Linked DNA regions of Mus musculus: region 2 is linked to region 1. The links are chromatin contacts, called in public HiChIP or PLAC-seq maps. All regions are on one chromosome and are shown on one strand. Each heading gives the region's core, a stretch centred on a gene start, on an enhancer-like site or on the middle of the called end of the contact. The rest is flanking DNA. Distances are from core to core; before and after follow the strand shown. Region 1 has its middle 12 kb from the start of Gm29685. Region 2 has its middle 64 kb from the start of Gm29685.

Region 1 (3,241 bases), core at 342-2,841:
ATTCCCTGGAAAAAATTTCCATATTCATTAAGATATTCATAATCTTTGACCTTAAAAAGAATATTTTTGAAACTGTATTACAAGGTCATCTTTCAGTTGGGAAATGATATTTTGAGATATGACTTATAATAAGGAAATGTTGGGTGGGCTGCAAGGAGCAATAATAGAATGATTAAGTAGAGTCAGATAAAGTCCATTCTACTGAATACCTCATAGACAATAAAAATTATTGCAAAGAATAACTGGCATGGAATATTCTTAAAAAGTCACATCTCCTTTCAAAAACATTGAAAATTAAGACTGTATCTTATTTGACCTAGTAGTGATAGTTTTTTTTTTTTTTTTTAAAGTGCTCAAAGCCAGGCACAGTGACTACCAACCTGAGGCAGGGAGATTGACGTCAGTTTAAGGCCAGCTTGAACTATACACTGAATTTCTTACCAACCTGGGCTACAGAGTGAGATGTTATCTCAAAACAGTTAAACTAAATGAAAATGGAAGTACTGACAAATGGAAGTCATGGTGCTATTATAGGGACACATCCCTTTGATGCAGACTTCTGTTCATGTTTTGATGACAGGTGACATCTTGACTAAGAACAAGGCACTAATTCAATGGCTTCCTAAACTACAGAATTTAGCCTAGAAGTTCAGATACTAAACAGTCTCCTCCCAAACTCCATTTCCATGATCACTTTTTTTCCTGGTATACATTTAAAGCACAGAGAAGTCAAAGCTGTATGATGCTGTTCTTCCCACAGCAAATGACTTCATGGTTGCTCTCAAAACACCATCCACTGCCCGCCCCTTTTTGTACTACTGAGGAAGTCACCATCTTCACTTATATTCCATTGCTCCTAGTTTCTTTTTAAAGTCTCAAAGTAGACATTCTAGAAAGAATATAGTCCTGTCTTTAAGGGTTGGGGGTGGGAGGAATGGCCCATCTAGGGGAAAGAGTAATAGCACTCTTGAAACAAAGATAGTCTGGGCAGGCTTGTGCAGCCGGGAGCTAGACGCATGTGACTTTTAACTCTCCAGGAACATTGGACTCCAAGTACTCCCCTCTCAATCAGAGTTGAAGCCTCTGTGCATGGCTTCCTGAGTTAGTTTTCAGAGGAAAGAATAACAACACTGAAGGGCGCTTTTGATGCTGGCTAGATGCAGGCAAATTAAATACCAGAAAAACCTGAAACACATAAGCAAAGCTGGCTTTAGAGCTATCCTTCCTTCCTTCCTTCCTTCCTTCCTTCCTTCCTTCCTTCCTTCCTTCCTTCCTTCCTTCCTTCCTTCCTCTTTTTTCTCCCCCTTTTCTTCCTTCCTCCCATCCCCTTTCTCTCCCTCCCTCTCTCTCTCCTGTTATAGACATCAAGTAAGTAAAAAGCAACTAGGTCACCCAATGACAGGTATTTGTCTGTCACTTGTCTACCTTGGTGTGTAGGGACTCAGAGAAGATTTAGTTCAGTTAGATGATGACAGCTGGCTTCGTGACACTAAGTCCTACCTCTGGAGGTGCCCATTCCTTCAGTATGAGGAAATAGTTACCTCTCCATGCCCTGGGACATGGAGCATGATCTAGAGGGAAATGATGTCATGAGAGGAGGAATCTGGGCAGAAAGGAAGTAGGTGTAGTGTTTAGGGACATTGACTCTGAGGTCAGACCATTCTAAATGTGATGAGAAGTTTGCCCTATTACAAGTTAATATTAACCTCACTGTGTTGCAATTTCCTGATCTGCAAAATGGGATGATGGTAGAACGACCTTACACCATTGTTTTATGATTTCCATGATTAAATGAAATGATACGTACAAAACTTAATGTCTAGCTAGTGGTTTTCTAGAAATACTAGTGATACTTAAAAATCACTGTGTCTTCAGGTTTATGTAGAAAATATTATAGTTGGAATTAATTGATGCTTTCACAATTATATTACAAAAGGGTTTTGTTATCACTATTACAAGGTACAAACACAATAAGACATTTCTTAAAAATTACATGCATTCTAAGAAATGCATTCATTGTTATGTGAACATCACAGTGTTTCCACAAATGGAATGGCTATGACGTCACTATTAGCAGATACAATCTTACAGAATTGTCACTGTATGTGTGGCCAGTTGTTGCCCAAAATGTTGCTATGAGACATGACTAAAATAACATTAGAATGAAGAAAGAGAGTGTTGGGTGAGGTCAGGAGGGCATAACTCATGAATGGCCAGCACTGTATCTACAAGTGAGTCATGTAGTTAGCACTGGGATTCTATCTGGATAAAGGAGTTTAGAGTAGGCATTCATGATTGCTTTTTAAAACAATCTTTGGGGGCAATCTCCTTTCTGCATTTCTTCTTGTACCCCATTGTATCTTAGCAGTATAGTAAGGACTTGATTTCCCTGAAAGAGAAATGTTCCCAAAACTGAATTCATTATGAATTCATTATGGTGGCTTCCAAATGAGTTATTTCTTCCTCTATTCCTAATAGGTCAAGGGCTTGACTCTATGATTAAGTTTCAGATAGGAAACCTCAGGGCTCACATCAGACCCCTTTGACCTTTGTCTATTTAATAAAGTCATCTTCTGTATTTCATAGTGTCCCCACCAGCCCCCCCCCCCACTGGTTCAGTTCCTCACTTTTTGTAAAGTGGTTTAGTTTTTTGTATTATCTTCTGGTTTTCCTTTGGGTCTCTTTTCCCCCTTGGATGCATATTCCCCAGAGAGAGAGAGAGAGAGTCAAGTTATATTCCTTACCCCAAACCTTTGTGGGATTGGTCAGTGGATAAAGGCATGAGCTACCAAGACTGATGACCTGGAATTCAATTCCCAGATCTCACAGGGTAGAGGAAAGAACTGATTCCCACAAGTTGTCCTCCGACCTCCACACCCAGGCTTGGTATATGCATACATGTGCATATGCACACACAGACACAGTACACTCAATATTAAAAATATTATAGAGCTTTGAGTGCTTTTTCATTATGTTTCAAACCAAGAAAAACCACCTGACAATCATTCTCATTGCACTGAAATGTCTTCACAGCTCACAAACAGGGTTATCCTAACTGCTGTTCCAAGTGTGCTGTTCTTCCCTTATTTTTGTATATCTGGATCTGTGTTCTCCTCCTTTCTATATCACCTGTGACACAGAGCACATTTGCCTTGCTATGGTAGAGCTCAGTGAGAAACCAAGACTTTGCTTCCTGAGAATTCAAACCCCATGGAGTGCTGCCCTCTTTTGGTTATGACAG
Region 2 (3,241 bases), core at 252-2,751, 76 kb before region 1:
GGAGTGGGTCGGTTGGGGAACAGGGCAGGGGGAGGGTATAGGGGGCTTTGGGGATAGCATTTGAAATGTAAATGAAGAAAATATCTAATAAAAAATGGAAATGTTTATCATACAGGTCTTTCACTTGCATGGTTAGATTTACCCAAAGATATTTTATGTTATTTGAGGCTATTGTGAAAGGTGTTGTTTCCCTGATCTTATTCTCATTTTCATCATTAATATATAGGAGGGCTACTGAATTTGGCTTAATTTTATATCTAGCCACTTTGCTGAAAGTGTCTATCAGTTGTAGGAATCCCTAGTGGGATTTTTAGGGTAGTTTATGTATACTTCCATGTCATCTGGAAATAATGATACTTGGAGTTCTTCTCTTCCAGTTTGTACCCACTTGATCTCCTTCAATTGTCTTATTGCTCTAGCTATGACTTCACATACCAAATTGAAAAGGTATGTCTTGTTCCTAATTTTAGTGAAATTTCTTTGACTGTCTCTCAATGTAATTTGACACTTGCTGTTGGCTTGCTGTGTTATTGCCTTTTTTATGTTTAGGTATGTGCCTTGTATCCTTTTGAACTTTTATTATGAAGGGGGTTGGATTCTGCTGTACAGCTGGGGATGAGACTGGGGGGTTGGATCTAGAAAAATGGAGGGAGAGGTGGAGACCGGCAGAAAGACTGCTTACTTTCCTGAGAGGAACGACCTGTTGGTTCATAGAGAGTGCCTGCTGGAGTTGGAGGCTGGGATAAAATGACTAGAGGGGAGGAAGGTAAGGAGGGGAAGGTGTGTGGGATCCATGGGAGATGTGTGGGTGGCAGCAGAAGGGAAGGCTGCAGCAAGTGCCCTTTTGCAGTGCTAGGGATGAGAATGGGGGAACAAAGGGAGAGGTGAAGATTGCTGTCGGCCTGCCTGCTCCCTTTCTTCCCCTTTCTGAACAGTACACGTTGGATATCTTTCAATGACCTTATACTGAAACGTAGCTCCCTTGCTTCCCTGCGCCCCCTTTCCTAACAGTATACCTTAGGTACCTTTCAATAACTTTATATTGAAATGTTGTCTTCCCCCAGTGGATGTCTCTATTCCATCGTGTCATGATTAGTCTAATTAATTCTTTATTTATGTCTTTGGAATTGATTACAGTTTTCTGGCAGGAATGACAGATACAATCACTCTCTCATATTTTCAATTAGGTAAAACTTGGTGACTATGTCAGTCAGAATAAATAACGTTTTGCTTTGTTAAAAGGTTATGATTAAATGCATTAATTTCTTACTCATGTAAAGCTTTTAGCAGATTCAGGTGAATCATCAGAAGAGTTGTCCCGATATGTTGGTTCTGAATTATGGGACACTTTGATCTTACATCTTACCTGTATCAGCAAATATTTTTATCATCACCACAAACTGGAAATCCAGGTAGTGTCAATCATAGTGTCCTGGAGAAGATAACCTTTGCTACTACATTATAGACCTAAGAAAACCAAATAGTGACGTTTACCTTCACAAAATCAGGATCCGCCCTTGTTCTTTGGCCCCGGAAGTACAGAAAAGAAGTTTCAATTCTGCACAGAGCCTTATTCAGTGATTATGGAAAATAGGAGCGTTCAAGATAACGCGGTTGTAAGCTTAAGAAAGCAGAGGAATGCCATTAATCAAATCCTAGGCTTCATTTGGGAATGATCAGTTAACTAAGACAGGACAAGGGCTTTCAGGGAGACTTGGAATGAGAAACAATACAAGCTCTTGACACTGGAAGAATGGCCCTGGCAAGCAGTGTGGACAGGGAGTTTCCAACTAGAGGCAAAAAAGGAATGATAGTGTTGAAAAAGAAGTTGTAGTCTCAGTCTAGCAGATAAGGATTTGTCAGGAGTAAGAAGGAGAGTATGATGTTTTGATGTCAGATCAAATGGTTGGAGAACAGGACTGGGAAATCCATAGCTGATGGCCACTAAAACTCGAGCCTCACAGCTGGCTTTGGAAAATAATACGAGATGAAGTTCCAGGATACGATCTATGGTCAGAGATGTAAAATCTATGTGGCATGTGAAAACACCATTGTAGCCTTGCTACTGAGTTTATGAGAACATCCTACATTTTCTACTTCTAGAATCTAAATCTAGGATGATTTATTATAGAAACTAAATCTAGAAAAATAATTATTTTTTAAAAAAGCAACCATCTTTAAAAAGTCAAAATTATTATACAGCAGTTGCACACTTCATTATAGATTCGTTTGTGCTGTTCGTCTTTTTGAGTTTAATCAGTTGTTGTCCTAAATGTCCCCTTTTTCATGGAGTCAGCCACTTCAGAAATATTGGTGCCCTGTTCCTCTCTTGCTCCTGTGATGGAGTCTAATCAGCCCCCACAATTCTACTTGGTAATACCTCTTCAATCCTCCATTAGTTTCTCTACATCACCATCATCATCCTACCTTAAGCTGGAACCCTATATCCTGGTTGTTAACATTTTGTGATTGGTCTAGGTTCAGCCACATGGGCTACTGTTAAATTATTGCTCATATTACCCATACTGTAGGCTGGTAGTCAGAATGAATAATACATACACACCCAGGGCTTAAAATGCTTCAAGTGTTTTTCTATTGACTTTAGATCTGAGAAAAGAAATTACTATGTTAGTGATCTACAAGGATATTAACAGTTTGGTCATAATCTACCTTGGCTTTATAAACTCACAACACAACATACCTTGGTCATCCAAAACAGCCTGTCTCAGCTGTTTGTTCATCTGCCTCTCCCCTCCCCATCCTGCCTCTGATTCTGCAAATTCCATTCCCCTGCTGTGAATGCTGTTCCCGTCGTTCCTCCTGTGAATGGTGTGAATGTATCCTTCCAATTTCTGCTAAGACTGGTCTTTAACCAATGGAGCTGTCTTAGTTTGTTTTCTGTAACTATAACAGAATTCAGGTAGCTGGGTAATTTACAAAGCATAGAAATGGCTTTTACACCTTCTTCTGGAGGTTGGGGAATCTAAGAGTATGATGTCAGAATCTGTGAAGATTTAAGTGAGGCTTTTGTTCTTACTACATCTCATGGCTGGAAGCAGACGAGCAAGGATGCCACCTGAGAAACAGGCAAGCTCACGAGTCTCCTCCCTTTTAAGCAGCCTACTCTGGTGTTTATTAATACAGTCCCTCACGAGTGAGTATTCACTAAGTAGAAAAATACAGAAATCTATTTTGAGGTTTCAAAAGAGCCAAAACACAAAAAGGTAAGGAAATGTATGCT

What was found. HiChIP or PLAC-seq counts read pairs in DNA pulled down with a chosen protein or histone mark.
Region 2: an H3K4me3 HiChIP or PLAC-seq map of intestinal villus epithelium shows a contact between it and region 1, with 5 read pairs. The contact joins two enhancer-like sites. A contact is called at or near these places in 1 of 484 Hi-C or Micro-C datasets (the N1E-115 cell line) and 1 of 115 datasets of contacts at active chromatin or transcription factors (intestinal villus epithelium).

Annotation. Positions count from the first base shown.
Region 1 is chr10:107,932,656-107,935,896 of GRCm38.p6, reverse strand. No RefSeq gene overlaps it. Among named protein-coding and RNA genes, the nearest start is that of Gm29685, 12 kb to the left of the region's middle. Within about 2 kb of position 1,591, at least 32 of the 459 cell types and tissues checked have an H3K27ac peak or open chromatin away from gene starts, as enhancers often do. A contact at or near this core is called in intestinal villus epithelium, where this site is marked.
Region 2 is chr10:108,008,566-108,011,806 of GRCm38.p6, reverse strand. No RefSeq gene overlaps it. Among named protein-coding and RNA genes, the nearest start is that of Gm29685, 64 kb to the right of the region's middle. Within about 2 kb of position 1,501, at least 8 of the 459 cell types and tissues checked have an H3K27ac peak or open chromatin away from gene starts, as enhancers often do. A contact at or near this core is called in intestinal villus epithelium, where this site is marked.